4 separate regions of the Gossypium arboreum genome follow, and all the other regions are linked to region 4. Evidence: chromatin contacts called from public Hi-C data. All regions are on one chromosome and are shown on one strand. Each heading gives the region's core, a stretch centred on a gene start, on an enhancer-like site or on the middle of the called end of the contact. The rest is flanking DNA. Distances are from core to core; before and after follow the strand shown. Region 1 holds the start of LOC108475549 (large ribosomal RNA subunit accumulation protein YCED homolog 2, chloroplastic). Region 2 holds the start of LOC108475914 (ADP-ribosylation factor GTPase-activating protein AGD4-like). Region 3 holds the start of LOC108474668 (phytosulfokine receptor 1). Region 4 holds the start of LOC108476068.

The links. Hi-C and Micro-C count contacts between places; a contact is called where the count stands out from the background.
Region 1: a Hi-C map of leaf shows a contact between it and region 4, with 5 times the contacts expected there. The contact joins the promoter of LOC108475549 here to the promoter of LOC108476068 in region 4. A contact is called at or near these places in 2 of 5 Hi-C or Micro-C datasets (both in leaf).
Region 2: a contact with region 4 is called in a Hi-C map of leaf, with 1.9 times the contacts expected there. The contact joins the promoter of LOC108475914 here to the promoter of LOC108476068 in region 4. A contact is called at or near these places in 2 of 5 Hi-C or Micro-C datasets (both in leaf).
Region 3: a contact with region 4 is called in a Hi-C map of leaf, with 5 times the contacts expected there. The contact joins the promoter of LOC108474668 here to the promoter of LOC108476068 in region 4. A contact is called at or near these places in 3 of 5 Hi-C or Micro-C datasets (all in leaf).

Annotation. Positions count from the first base shown.
Region 1 is chr3:39,891,538-39,894,585 of ASM2569848v2, forward strand. LOC108475549 (large ribosomal RNA subunit accumulation protein YCED homolog 2, chloroplastic) reads right to left here and starts at 1,546. Exons shown (of 7, transcript XM_017777525.2): 1 at 1,291-1,546; 2 at 1,013-1,201; 3 at 802-891; 4 at 608-700; 5 at 424-504; 6 at 283-328; 7 at 1-210. The coding sequence starts at 1,452. The coding sequence ends at 134. It overlaps LOC108475236 (delta(24)-sterol reductase), which reads left to right. Exons shown (of 8, transcript XM_053025665.1): 8 at 1-210.
Region 2 is chr3:39,035,026-39,037,983 of ASM2569848v2, forward strand. LOC108475914 (ADP-ribosylation factor GTPase-activating protein AGD4-like) reads right to left here and starts at 1,461. Exons shown (of 16, transcript XM_017777896.2): 1 at 1,161-1,461; 2 at 729-805; 3 at 271-380. The coding sequence starts at 1,208.
Region 3 is chr3:39,752,586-39,755,351 of ASM2569848v2, forward strand. LOC108474668 (phytosulfokine receptor 1) reads left to right here and starts at 1,379. Exons shown (of 1, transcript XM_017776661.2): 1 at 1,379-2,766. The coding sequence starts at 1,817.
Region 4 is chr3:39,379,929-39,382,995 of ASM2569848v2, forward strand. It overlaps LOC108476068, which reads right to left and starts at 1,720. Exons shown (of 5, transcript XM_017778137.2): 1 at 1,167-1,720; 2 at 941-1,063; 3 at 409-508; 4 at 151-254. The coding sequence starts at 1,568.

The DNA of each region.
Region 1 (3,048 bases), core at 296-2,795, 510 kb after region 4:
AATTTATACAAACGAAGATTATGGTACAACATAATACAAATATACAAATTGCCAAAATTAGAAATTCAGCAAATGAAATACTTTTAGGGGGGGGCATAGATACAGTTAAAGAGTAAATGATTCTACGAATAATCTAAAAACTTGCATTCCTTAGTTCCAACAATCTATACCACCTTTTGTCGATGGAAGCTGCATTTCTTTTACCAATATCTGGCCCCAACAAAATTTGTTTAGTAAGTTATCATTTGAAAAGGCTTTTGTAACACAACAAAAACTACTTACAACGCAGGGTGGGTTCAGATTTCCGGCATGATTCTGAGCAAATGTCCTGCAACACGAAAATGTGAAAAAGGATAAATACATATATTTTCTCGAATGCAAAATCGACACTCGTCCTTAGATTCCATTTCAATATTCATTTACCTTGGTGGAGGTGGTTAACCGGATTGTATCCTGTATCAGTGAATCCAAGTTGGCTTCATATCCTGGTTTCACATAGATAACCTGCACAATCACATGTAATTGATATGATAAGTTCTTAATGTAAGAGTTAGTCATAATGATGGGGCCGCCTATGGAACAGAGAGATTAGAGTTTGGAGACTTAATGAAGGATCATCTCCACCAATTTCGGGCAGTTGATTAGATGCACCATGGTCTTTGTTGGAGGCCAGAACCCAAACGTTGAAGTTGGTATCAATCTGATGAAAGTTCCATTCCAGGTTAGAAATGGTAAAGTGGTAAGGATGGCATGTGTGAAAGGTGATATGTAGCAATTTCGAGACCCTGGTATCTAAAATACCTGTCTGCAATATGGAGAAGAACAGATGCTACATTTTCTGGTAAAAGACGTAATTATCCTTCCATCCACCGAAAGACCGAAGCTGGCATGCTGCAGTCAATGTTGTTCATTTAAACATTGAAGTAAAGCAAGTACTTGTGAACTTAAACTTTTAAAGCAATTGGTCTCCAGTTCTAACATGATTTGAAAAAGGGTTTGTGGGCTATTTGACCTTTTGGATACAAAGATTGATAGAAACCTGAGCATCCCTTTGTTCATCATCTTCAACCAAGTCATCCAAGTTAAGTTGCTTGAGAGACAAAAGGTAATCACAGTTCCATGTTCCATGCCATCTCCCATCTGCGGTTGAAATCGTGACCAGACGGCGTCGATTATTCCGACAGTCTTGCTTGTTAACACTCTGCAGAAGCAGCCATTAAAGGGTAACATTACGCAGTGAAATCTGAATAAAATGAGGAAAAGAGAAGGGGGGTTGAATGACGGGTGTACCAGGGATGAGTAATCATTCCTTTTCGAGGAACTTGCTTTAAATCTAATATTACTGAGATGGTGGGCTTGAAGTTTCTGGGAATTCAGCTTAGCTGGAAATGAGCTTGGAATTTGGCTGATGTTTGTTGCCGGCGATGATATTAAACTGTTGGCATCTGCCATTATTGTTCTTGTAATCTTAATGCCAAGAATGGTTGGATATAATGTTAGCAATATACCACAGCTATCTATTCTCACTTGGCAAATAGATAAGGATTTTCTGGGTATGTTACTGTCCCTACATATAGATATTTTTCTTTTCTTTACATTTTTTCCCTTTTAAATTTGATTTGATAATTCCTAGCTTCAAATAAATCAATCTAGCTTATAAAGATGATGGTATAAAATTGTGATTGCGATTTCAGTTCATTTATATCTCTTTTAAGATAATAATAAATCAATTTTTACATCTAATTTTTAGCTTTGTTTTTTAAAAAATATTCAAATCCAACTCAAAAAACTAAAAATCCAACTGAAAAAACTAAAAATTAAAAAGAAAAATTTAATTTATCATCCTATTATTAAAATGAATATGAATGATATGAAATCAGAATTTCATATATATGTCCTTTTCCCAAAAACTAAATCAAAACATGTACTTCCTTATTTTGAAATAAAATATATTTTTGAACAAAATAATATTCTTTAAATCTAAATTAAATTATGAAAGATCAACTCACTTCAACATACTTAAACTCATATCAAACCAGTTAAAACTTGATCAACTTAATTTTTAAAGACTTAAATACTCAATTCTTTGAATTTTACAATTTTTTAATTTAATATTGTTTTTTTCCTTTTGTACCCAAAAATTTTTCCAGCTTCGTATTAATCTTTTCCTTTTACTATTTTTGGCTTCTTTTTTACATGGGAAAATGATTAAATGATGTGGAAATTAAAATTATTTTTCATTTTAATTTGTGAGTGAATTAAAATGAAATATTTTAAAATCTATTTCTTTTAAACTAAAAACATGAATTAATTTTTTTTTCACTCACATTTTTTCATTCCTCTCTCCAAAAACTCAGATGCATGCTCTTATTCCTCATCGATTGCGGAAACCTAGACAGTAAAAAATCAAATTTTTGGCTTAATGCACACTTTAGTCCTTGAAGTATATCACTTCTCCCATTTTGGTCTTTAAAGTTTTTTTAATCCACTTCAGTCCCTCATATTATCAGAAGTTCCCAGTTTAGTCCCTAATAGTGTCAAACATTCCCAATTCAGTCATTTGAGCATTAAAAATCAATCAGCCAATCATATACTACCACATGTCATATAATGATATTATTATGACATCATCATTCGAGAAAACCTTAAAAATCTATAAAAATTGTAAAAATTATTAAAAATAGATAAATTTAGAAAATTATAAAAACTATCTTTAAAAAATAATAAAATTTAAAATATATATTAGAAATTTTAATATTTTCAAAATTTTATAAAAATAATAATTGTAGATCTTTTAGGTGATAAATTTGGATAAGCTTTTTTAAATTATTTAAATAATGAAAACTAATATTATTTCAATTAAATACTAATTTAAATAAAAATAAAATTACTGTTAATTATTTAAATAATTTAAAAAAACTTATCGAAAATGTATCACCTAAAATTTTAAAAATTAAAATTTCTAATTTTAAAAATGTATATTATTTAATTATTTATATATTTATATTGTTTTTGTAATTTTATATTTTTTATTTTAAATAGTTTTAA
Region 2 (2,958 bases), core at 211-2,710, 350 kb before region 4:
CATTTGTTCTGCAAAGAGGCAAAATGCACATTTAGTTTATGGCCTTCTGCCATTGACTGTAAACAGGAATTTGCTTGAGAAAGTAATCAACAGTCAGAAACGCATATGCGCACGGAGTTAAATGCACATCTGTTATATGTTTCATCTCCAGTAATTGACAAAGCTTGCAAGTTGCAACACGAGAACCAAAACTTTAAACCTAATCAAAATTGTTAACAATAACTAGTAAGACGGGTTTTGTAGTTAAAAGAGGTCTAAATAAGACGACACCTTGGAAACCTCCTATAGATAAACTATAAGGATCATCCTTCGCACCACCAAATGCTTCTAAAGAATCAGCAAAGCTATTGTCTCCATTATATGCCTCTCCAAGGGCTGCCCTGCAAAAGGAATAGAGATGGAGCAAAATAAATAAACATGTATATATGGAGAAAAAGAGAGGGAGAGAGAGATTCAGAGTGAGATGTATCTTCAATAATTCTTTTTGTATTTTACAACTCAAGTCACTAAAGAGAGCACTTGTTCTCTTCCTTCTTTTATTGGGTCTTGGGAAATTAACTTAATCATATCCTATTCATTATTGCAGTGGAATTATGTCATAGCAGGGGAGAGAGGACAAATTCAAAGTCATATGACAGATGTTCGGGGAACAAGGCAAAAGAATTGAATCCAGCATTTACGCTATGAGTAAAAAGAATTAGCGAATTTAGAAATAGAAAGATACATACATAAACCTTTTGCTTCCTTTATACAGTATTTGACAGCGATTTTTCAAATCATCAGCCATGTGCTCCAAAGACCATATCTGTTCCATCAACGAAAAAGATTAGAATCAGTTTTTCGTCAATTAAGGAAAAATAGTTATAACCGAAAAGAAATATAAAAATAAGCCATTACTTTAACCAATACCAATTATTTTTGGAAATAAGATTCAAGCGAATTTTGATTCTTCACTGTTCGGTAAAAAAGAAAAGAAAATAGAAAATTTTATATTCAAATGAAACGGTAACCATTGTTCACAATTCGATTCAAAAAGGGAAAAAAAAAAACTTTTCAGTTATTCATTGGCTAAGCAATCAAACGAAATTATAAAAAAATAAAACCTTAATTCTGAAAACACAAATGTAGAATAGGCAAAATGTGGAGAACTTCGGAGTTACCTGCTTTTGAAACATAGGTGAATCTTCAAGCTTGAGAAAGGCCGACATTGCTAATTTGCTTTTTTTTTTCTTCTTCTTTATCTTTCAAAATTCAATCTCAAAAGATCGCAGGGTCTGTGTCTCGGATCCAAAATGAAAGTAATAGAGACCGTGCCAGATGAAGCTGATTTATTTGTTTATTTAAAGAAAGATCTATTATTGGAAGCGCGCCACGAACTGAAAATCTACGCCAACTAACTAGGTTCGCGGGCGAGCCAGGGGCTTATATGGGCTCAGTGAGTTTGAGCCTTTAAAAAAAGGTAAATACAAAATGAGCCTATATTTGATTGAGTCTACGGCCCGTTGAATTACGAAGACCGTTGGAAACAGGGTGGTGTGTTATTAAGCAGTGCTTAATTAAATGTTAACTCCTGCTATTTGTCAAAGTTGTATATTTAATTTTTGTACTTTAATTTGATATTTTAGTTCATGTACTTTTTAGATTTTAAAATTTCAGTCCTCATCAAATGATAGTAATTATATTCATTAAGTTTTGTTATTTTCAAATTTTAATGGGGTAAACATATTACTCACTAAAAATTTAGTTAATGGATTAACAATAGTCATTTAACATCAAGACTGAAATTTTAACATTTGAAAAATATAGGATCTTAGAATGATTCAATTGGAGAATATAAACTAAATCTACAATTGTACATATATTACAAGACCGGTAATTGAATTTAACCAAGCAAATTTAACTACTTTTGTTTGGGATTGGACTAAATTTTTAAAATTCAAAAAGTATAAGGACTAAAATTGACAAATTTGAAAATTTTAAGGACTAAAATTAACCAAATTAAAGTATAATAATTAAATCCACAATTTCACAAAGTATAGATACTAATAGCATAACTTAATATTAGTTAAACATTTCACCCAAAAAAAAAAGCTAAAAAAATTTAAATATTTAAACACAATTAGAGGTGAGCATGGGCCGGGCCGGGTTTGACTAAAAATTTAGACCCGTTTTCTAAGCCCGGGACTAGCCCGGCCCAAAAAAAGAGTCTAAAATTTTTTCCAAACCCGACCCGGATAAAAATGTTAAAACCAGGCCCTACTACCCGCCTATATTAATTTTTATATTATTTTTATATAATTTTAAAATATATATAATACATCAAAAATACTAAAAATATCAAAATAAATATCTTCCAACAAATTGAAAATAAATTTTAAAAAATATGTATACTTAAAAATACTAAGATAGATGCAACTTAATAAGCAAATGTCTCTAAAATAATAACAAAATTAACAAATGTCTTTAAAATAATAACAAAATTAATAATAAAATAAGTTTTATATAATATCCAAACAATAACAACAAAATAATAGCAACATAATAGTAAAATGGTAGTAAAATAAGAAGAAAATAACAAGAAAATAATATTAAAAAATGTAACACCCTCTAATTCTAAACCGTTACCAGAACAGGGTTACGGAGCATTACCAAACCTTTCAGACATATTACGAACCTTACAAAAATAAATAACATACATATTGTAAAACATTCATAATGTCCCTTTTATGGACCTTCGAGGCCCAAAATACATGTTAGAAGTGAATCAGGACTAATCCAAGTGCTCGAGAAAATTTTCATGAAATCCTAAATTTTTTTTATAACAAATACAGAGCTCACACCGTATAGACTAGACCGTGTGGGCTTAATATAACCCCTTTATAATCATCTAACCAACCCTGCAAACTTAAAACATACCCAACTCAAACTAATATCACAACCATTACAATTTTATATACA
Region 3 (2,766 bases), core at 129-2,628, 370 kb after region 4:
TGAAATTTAAAAAATTATCAATCAATTTTCAATCAAATTAAATACAATCACTATCTAATTAATTTAATTAAATCAATTCTATCAATTAATTTAATTTTAACCAACAACACCTCAACTGCACATAGACGCCACTATTAAACAATTAACTCACGCCTGCGACTTGGACCTTTTGCCAAATCAAACTCCACTATCAATTTCTAAAAGGAAACCGCAGGCAGGCTCCAACAATCAAAATCAAACTCGAAAATAAACAAAGCTTTATTTTTAATGTAACTTTTAGTTAATGAAAATTAAAATTTTTTATTTTTATTTGTTTTATTTATGTATTTTTAAATATTTTAATTTTGAAACTTTTATGTATTTTTAATTAAAATTTTATGATTTTTTAAAATTAGGATTGAATTGATATAATGTGTAAATATTGTGGATTAATTTTATTAAATTTTTAGAATTAGGAACAAATTGATAGAAAATATTAAAAGCTAACTTTGTTATTATGTCTAGCCACATTAATATTCCATGTGTTGGCCAAAAATATTTTAAAGGTGGAGAGATTAAAATTACAATTAATCTAACTAAAGTGACTAAATTAACAACAACGAAATTGTGACCAAAACAAGAATGCATTAAAACTTGGGAAATTATCTAAATAGTCTAATCTTTAATTTTTATATAAATTTTAATAGTTATATTTTAAGCTAACTATACAATTGTTCCCAAATTATATCACATTTCTCATTAGGCACCTAAAATTTTATTGGAGGTAAAAATAATACATAAAATATAAATTCCATCTTATTTTACCATAAAAGTGTACAACATCTAATAAAAATATATTATGTGTTACATTTTATTAAATAATATTATGTTTTAGAGTAAAATAAGATGAAGTTGATAGTTTAAATGTAATTTATGAGGAAAAGACCTACAATTGAATAACTTAACAATTTTTCATTTAAGCATATTTTTTACATGGAAATTTTCTCATCCTATATATTGTTTTCTTGGGAGGCATTTAGGCTATTTCCCTAATAAATGTCATTAGTGATTACCAAACTTTGCTGCCCTTTAATTAGGCTGCTTTAGGTTTAATTTTGTTCTTATCCTAATTTGTCAGAGTATAAGGAAATTTTTCAATAATATTTTTTTGTATTGTACAAGTAAAATATTAATATTCACACATATAATGGGGATATATCCACATTAAACATCAAAGAGAATTCATTATTTCCTTTAGTTTTTTTTTATTTAAATTTTGAATCATAAAAATATAGCTGATTAATTTAGAAATTCAAAAAGTCAGACTAAATTGTAATAAAAAAATAAGTAGTCAAAAGTTAAGAAAAGTTTTTTTTTTTTTATAAAATCCAAAGGACATCTGTGAGCTGACCGGCCATCGCCAGTGATACCAACAGTTTACCGGTTAACGCATCGGATAGTTGTGTGCTTTCCATATGCCAACGGCTTTAATGGCGCAAAGCAACCTCTAAAGTCTAAATAAATAAAAAGATCCCCCAATATGAGAATAGAGAAGCAAAACCAAAGGCAAAGCACCTCTCAATTTCACTCATTTGACAATTGAAATCTGTGGTATGGCCAAATCCGTGTTGAAGTCAAAGCCACCATTTTGCTCTTCCTTTCCCTTTCCCTTTCCCTTTCCCTTTCCCTTTCCCTTCATCTCATCTCTTCTGTTTTGAGCTTTCACCCTCTCTCGACCCCCAAATCTCACAACCCACATCGGAAAAATTCTTCTTTGGTTAAAGGGGTTTGCTTGTTTCTCGTCCTCAGCATACAAAGCTGCTCTCTTATTGTTGATATGGGGGCTCAAGGCTGCTGGGCTATGGTTATTATTCTTGGGTTGTTGTTGCAACCTCAGTTTCTCAGCTCTCAAAACCTGACATGCAATCAAAAGGACTGGACTGCTCTCCGGTATTTCATGGGCAATTTGACAAAAACACTTGAAGGTTGGACGACAAATTCCTCTGCTGATTGTTGTGACTGGGAAGGCATAACCTGTGATCCTCCATCTGCTGGTAGAGTAATCAAGTTGGAACTGCCCAATAAAAGGTTATCAGGCAAATTATCTGATTCTTTGTATGGTTTGGATCAGCTTAAAACTCTCAATCTTTCCCACAATTTCCTTAAAGATTCATTGCCACTTTCTTTGTTTCATATGCCGAATTTAGAGCAACTTGACTTGAGCTATAATGACTTCTCTGGACTAATCCCAGAAAGCATCAATCTGCCTTCAATTCGAAGTCTTAACATCTCTGCCAATTCCTTGAAGGGTTCCCTTCCTTCCCATATATGTGTTAACTCCACTGGAATTGGGTTCCTTAGTTTGGCAGTGAACTATTTCTCTGGTAATATTTCACCAGGGCTTGGAAAATGTTCTTCCTTGGAGGAACTGTATCTTGGCACAAATCAACTCACTGGTGTGGTGACTGAAGACATCTTTGAGCTTCGAAATTTGAGACGTCTGGGGCTTCAAGATAACAACTTGGGTGGGAAACTTAGTCCTGGTATTGCTAATCTCTCTAATCTTGTTCGTTTAGATATTTCTTCAAATAATTTTTCTGGAGAGATCCCGGATGTGTTTAGTGAGCTAAAGAGATTTCAGTATCTTATAGCAAATTCAAATAACTTTAGTGGTGGAATTCCCAGTTCACTGTCCAATTCTCCAACCGTTAGTTTGCTGAATTTGAGGAATAATTCATTGGAGGGTTCTATATATCTTAATTGCTCTGCTATGGTTACTTTGAATTC
Region 4 (3,067 bases), core at 470-2,969:
TAGTTTCTAGAAAACATGGTAATGATTTTCCTTTGAAAAAAGCCTTTTACTAAAGGACCCCCCACACTACTAGCTATTGACTTGAGTGTTCACAAGTATAACAGAAAGAACATAGACAACTGAAGAACAAGTTCAAAGGAATACGGTTACCTCAGAAACTTTCTGGTAAATCTCATTAAGCATGCTGTCTTGAATATCATCTACATGATCTACCTCATAGTGGGCATGAGTTTGTTCCTCAGAATGTCCAGCCACTACAATAAAGAGAGGGTTGCTTATTTTGTCACCTTAAAGAGCAATACAATAGTATGCCTCTAAGCAATAAAACAAATAAACATGCTTGAAATGGGCTACATGGAAATGGAATCTGTTACAACCAAAAGAAAAAAAGGCACTGTTGCAGCATACCTTGCCCATCGCTGGGGCCATTAAATTCATCTGGACTTTCATGCAATTTTGTAGGATCCCCTCCTCTAGCAACTCGCTCTCTTAAGTCTCTAATACAGTTCTGACAAGATATATGCAACAAAAGAATTATGCTTATGTATACCCAGAATTTACTCAGCTGTCCATATCATGAAGATGCTAAAGCAAATTCACTGGCACGTAAAGGGATTTAAATTTACTGTCATCAAAGCTGCCTGTATTTTAGGGAAACAAAGAACATCTATGGAGTCCAGATCAACACGAACAATCTCAAACAAAGCTAAATAGCTAATACAATACGTGAAATTCAATGGTTAAACATTAAAGCTCGTCTCGTTATGTACATTTAAATTTTAGAGTCTCAAAAGATAATATCAGAATAACCCAAAGCTACGAGTAAGAGGTAGTCAATCGCGTAATGTCTTGCAGGCTACTCCCCTGAAACAAAAACTACTTTACCCTAAATTCAGTAAAAAGTCATTGAACACTGCAAATTAAGGGTTGAATGAGTTACCTTAACACGTTTGGAAGAAGCAACTTTATCCACTTTATGTACAAACTGATCAAAGGAGTAATAAGGGAGCAAATACTTGTGCCACTCTCTGTACAACCCAATTAAGTTTCTCAAATCACTGGCCTAAAAGCAAAAAACTTTAAAGCTTAATTAAATCACCCAAAAAAAGGTAAAAGAAGAACAATCATATGAAGTTAAGAGAAAGAAGATAAATCTAGTAATCTACCTCGTGACTGCGACCGCGGTCCCTAAAAGCCCGAGGGAAGTGGCGAAGGATGTAACCGATACCATCATCGGAGAGGAGAAGTTCAGGTGTGAGCTTGGGTCGGGTTCTGCTTTTGGATACTTTCTTGGGCTTTTCGGGTCTAGGGAGCTGATTGGGAGTATAGCTGAGGGCGGCGGAGGCGGCAGAGGAAGCGTTGAGATTGGGTTGATCGGGGCAGTCACGAGCCCAGTGACCGGGTCTTCCGCACTTGTAGCAGCCTTTTCCGACGGGATTTGGGATACCGGATCCGGGTTTTCCGGGATTGGGATGATCGGATTTGAGGGCCTCGGGGCAGTCATGGGACCAGTGGCCTGTCTTTCCGCATTTGTAGCAACCCGTCGGCGCTGATTTTGGATTCTCCATTTCGCACTTCTCTCAGGTGTTTAGGTTCTTCTCTTACAACGTTTACTATTTATTTGCTTCTTTTGTATATGGCGGAAGATATTGGAGGGAAAAAATATTAGCATTTTTTATTTCGGCCCAAATCCACCAGTTTCTAATAAACTTATCTTTAAATTCGGTCCTTTTTTTTTTCTAATATCTAAGAGATAAGTTAGTAAGAAAAAGGTTTTCCCTCCAATATCTCCCGCCACATACAAAAAGAGCAAATAAATAGTGATCGCCCATTTTTCTCTGTTTGTCTCAAGATTTCGTCGAAACTTGTGGGTTTCTGTCGAAATTTCTTGTTTGATCTATGGTTCTTGAAGCCGAAGTGCGAGAAAAGGTCCTTCTCGGCGCTGTCTCGATTCAACTCTTGTTCGCTGGTTTTTCTCCGTTTTATCTCGGGATTTTGTCGGAGCGTTTGGGTTCCCTCCGGAAATTCTTTTTTCTGTGTTTGCTCGCTGCTAGTTGCTTCCTTTCAACTGGGGTTTTCAGGCTGCTGGTGTTTCTTTCTTTTCATTGCTGGTGGGGTTCTGAGAGTTGGGTCTCACTGGATTCTTCGATTGGCTCGGTTTGGGAGCTTTTTTGGTTGTTTCTGTTGTGAGGGGTCTTCTCTTCAGTGAGCTCCTTTTTCAGCTTTTCTGTCAGGTTCAAGTCTTCCCTTGGATCCACTTTTATTGTTGCTCTTTCTTTTTCTATGATTTGATTTTGGTTTGGTTATTTCACTTCTTCATTGAAAGATGACTCAGGGTTGATGGATTGTTGCTTTATGATTGGTTTTCTTTGCATTATTGTTTGCTTATTATGAATATTGTGGCTTGGAACTGTAGAGGTTTAGGCCAACAACACTCTGTTAGGGCTTTAAGGGATGTTTATCAAAAACATAATCCCGACATTATATTTCTTAGTGAGACTAAACAGAGGGGCTCAAAACTGGAAAAACTCAGGAACAGATTGGGCTATGTTTACTCAAAGTATGTTGATCCAACGGGGACTGCAGGAGGTCTCTCTTTGTGGTGGCGATAAAATGTGAATCTGCATGTCAATGTAGCTACTAAGAATTTCTTTGATACAACTGTTCAAACGGAAAAAGGTTCCTTTGTGTACGGACATCCCTATGTTAAGGGTAAATTGGAAGTTTGGGAAGCTATTAAAAAGCTTAATCACTGGTGCAATAAAGCATGGTGCTGTATAGGAGATTTTAACGACGTACGTTTTAACTATGAAAAGCAAGGAGGTAATCCGATTGATGTGTCAAGAGCTTGGGAGTTTAATAAATTTATCTCTGGATGTAATTTGTTTGATCTACCGGTTCAGGGAGGGGAGTTTACTTGGGCCAACAATAGGGACAATAAAGGATTCGTCAGAGAAAATCGACAGAATCCTATGTAATGCTCGATGGTGTAATTGGTTCCCGAACTGTTTAGCATCTTCTGACATTGCTATTGGGTCTGATCATAAGCCTCTCTTTCTTTGCCTTG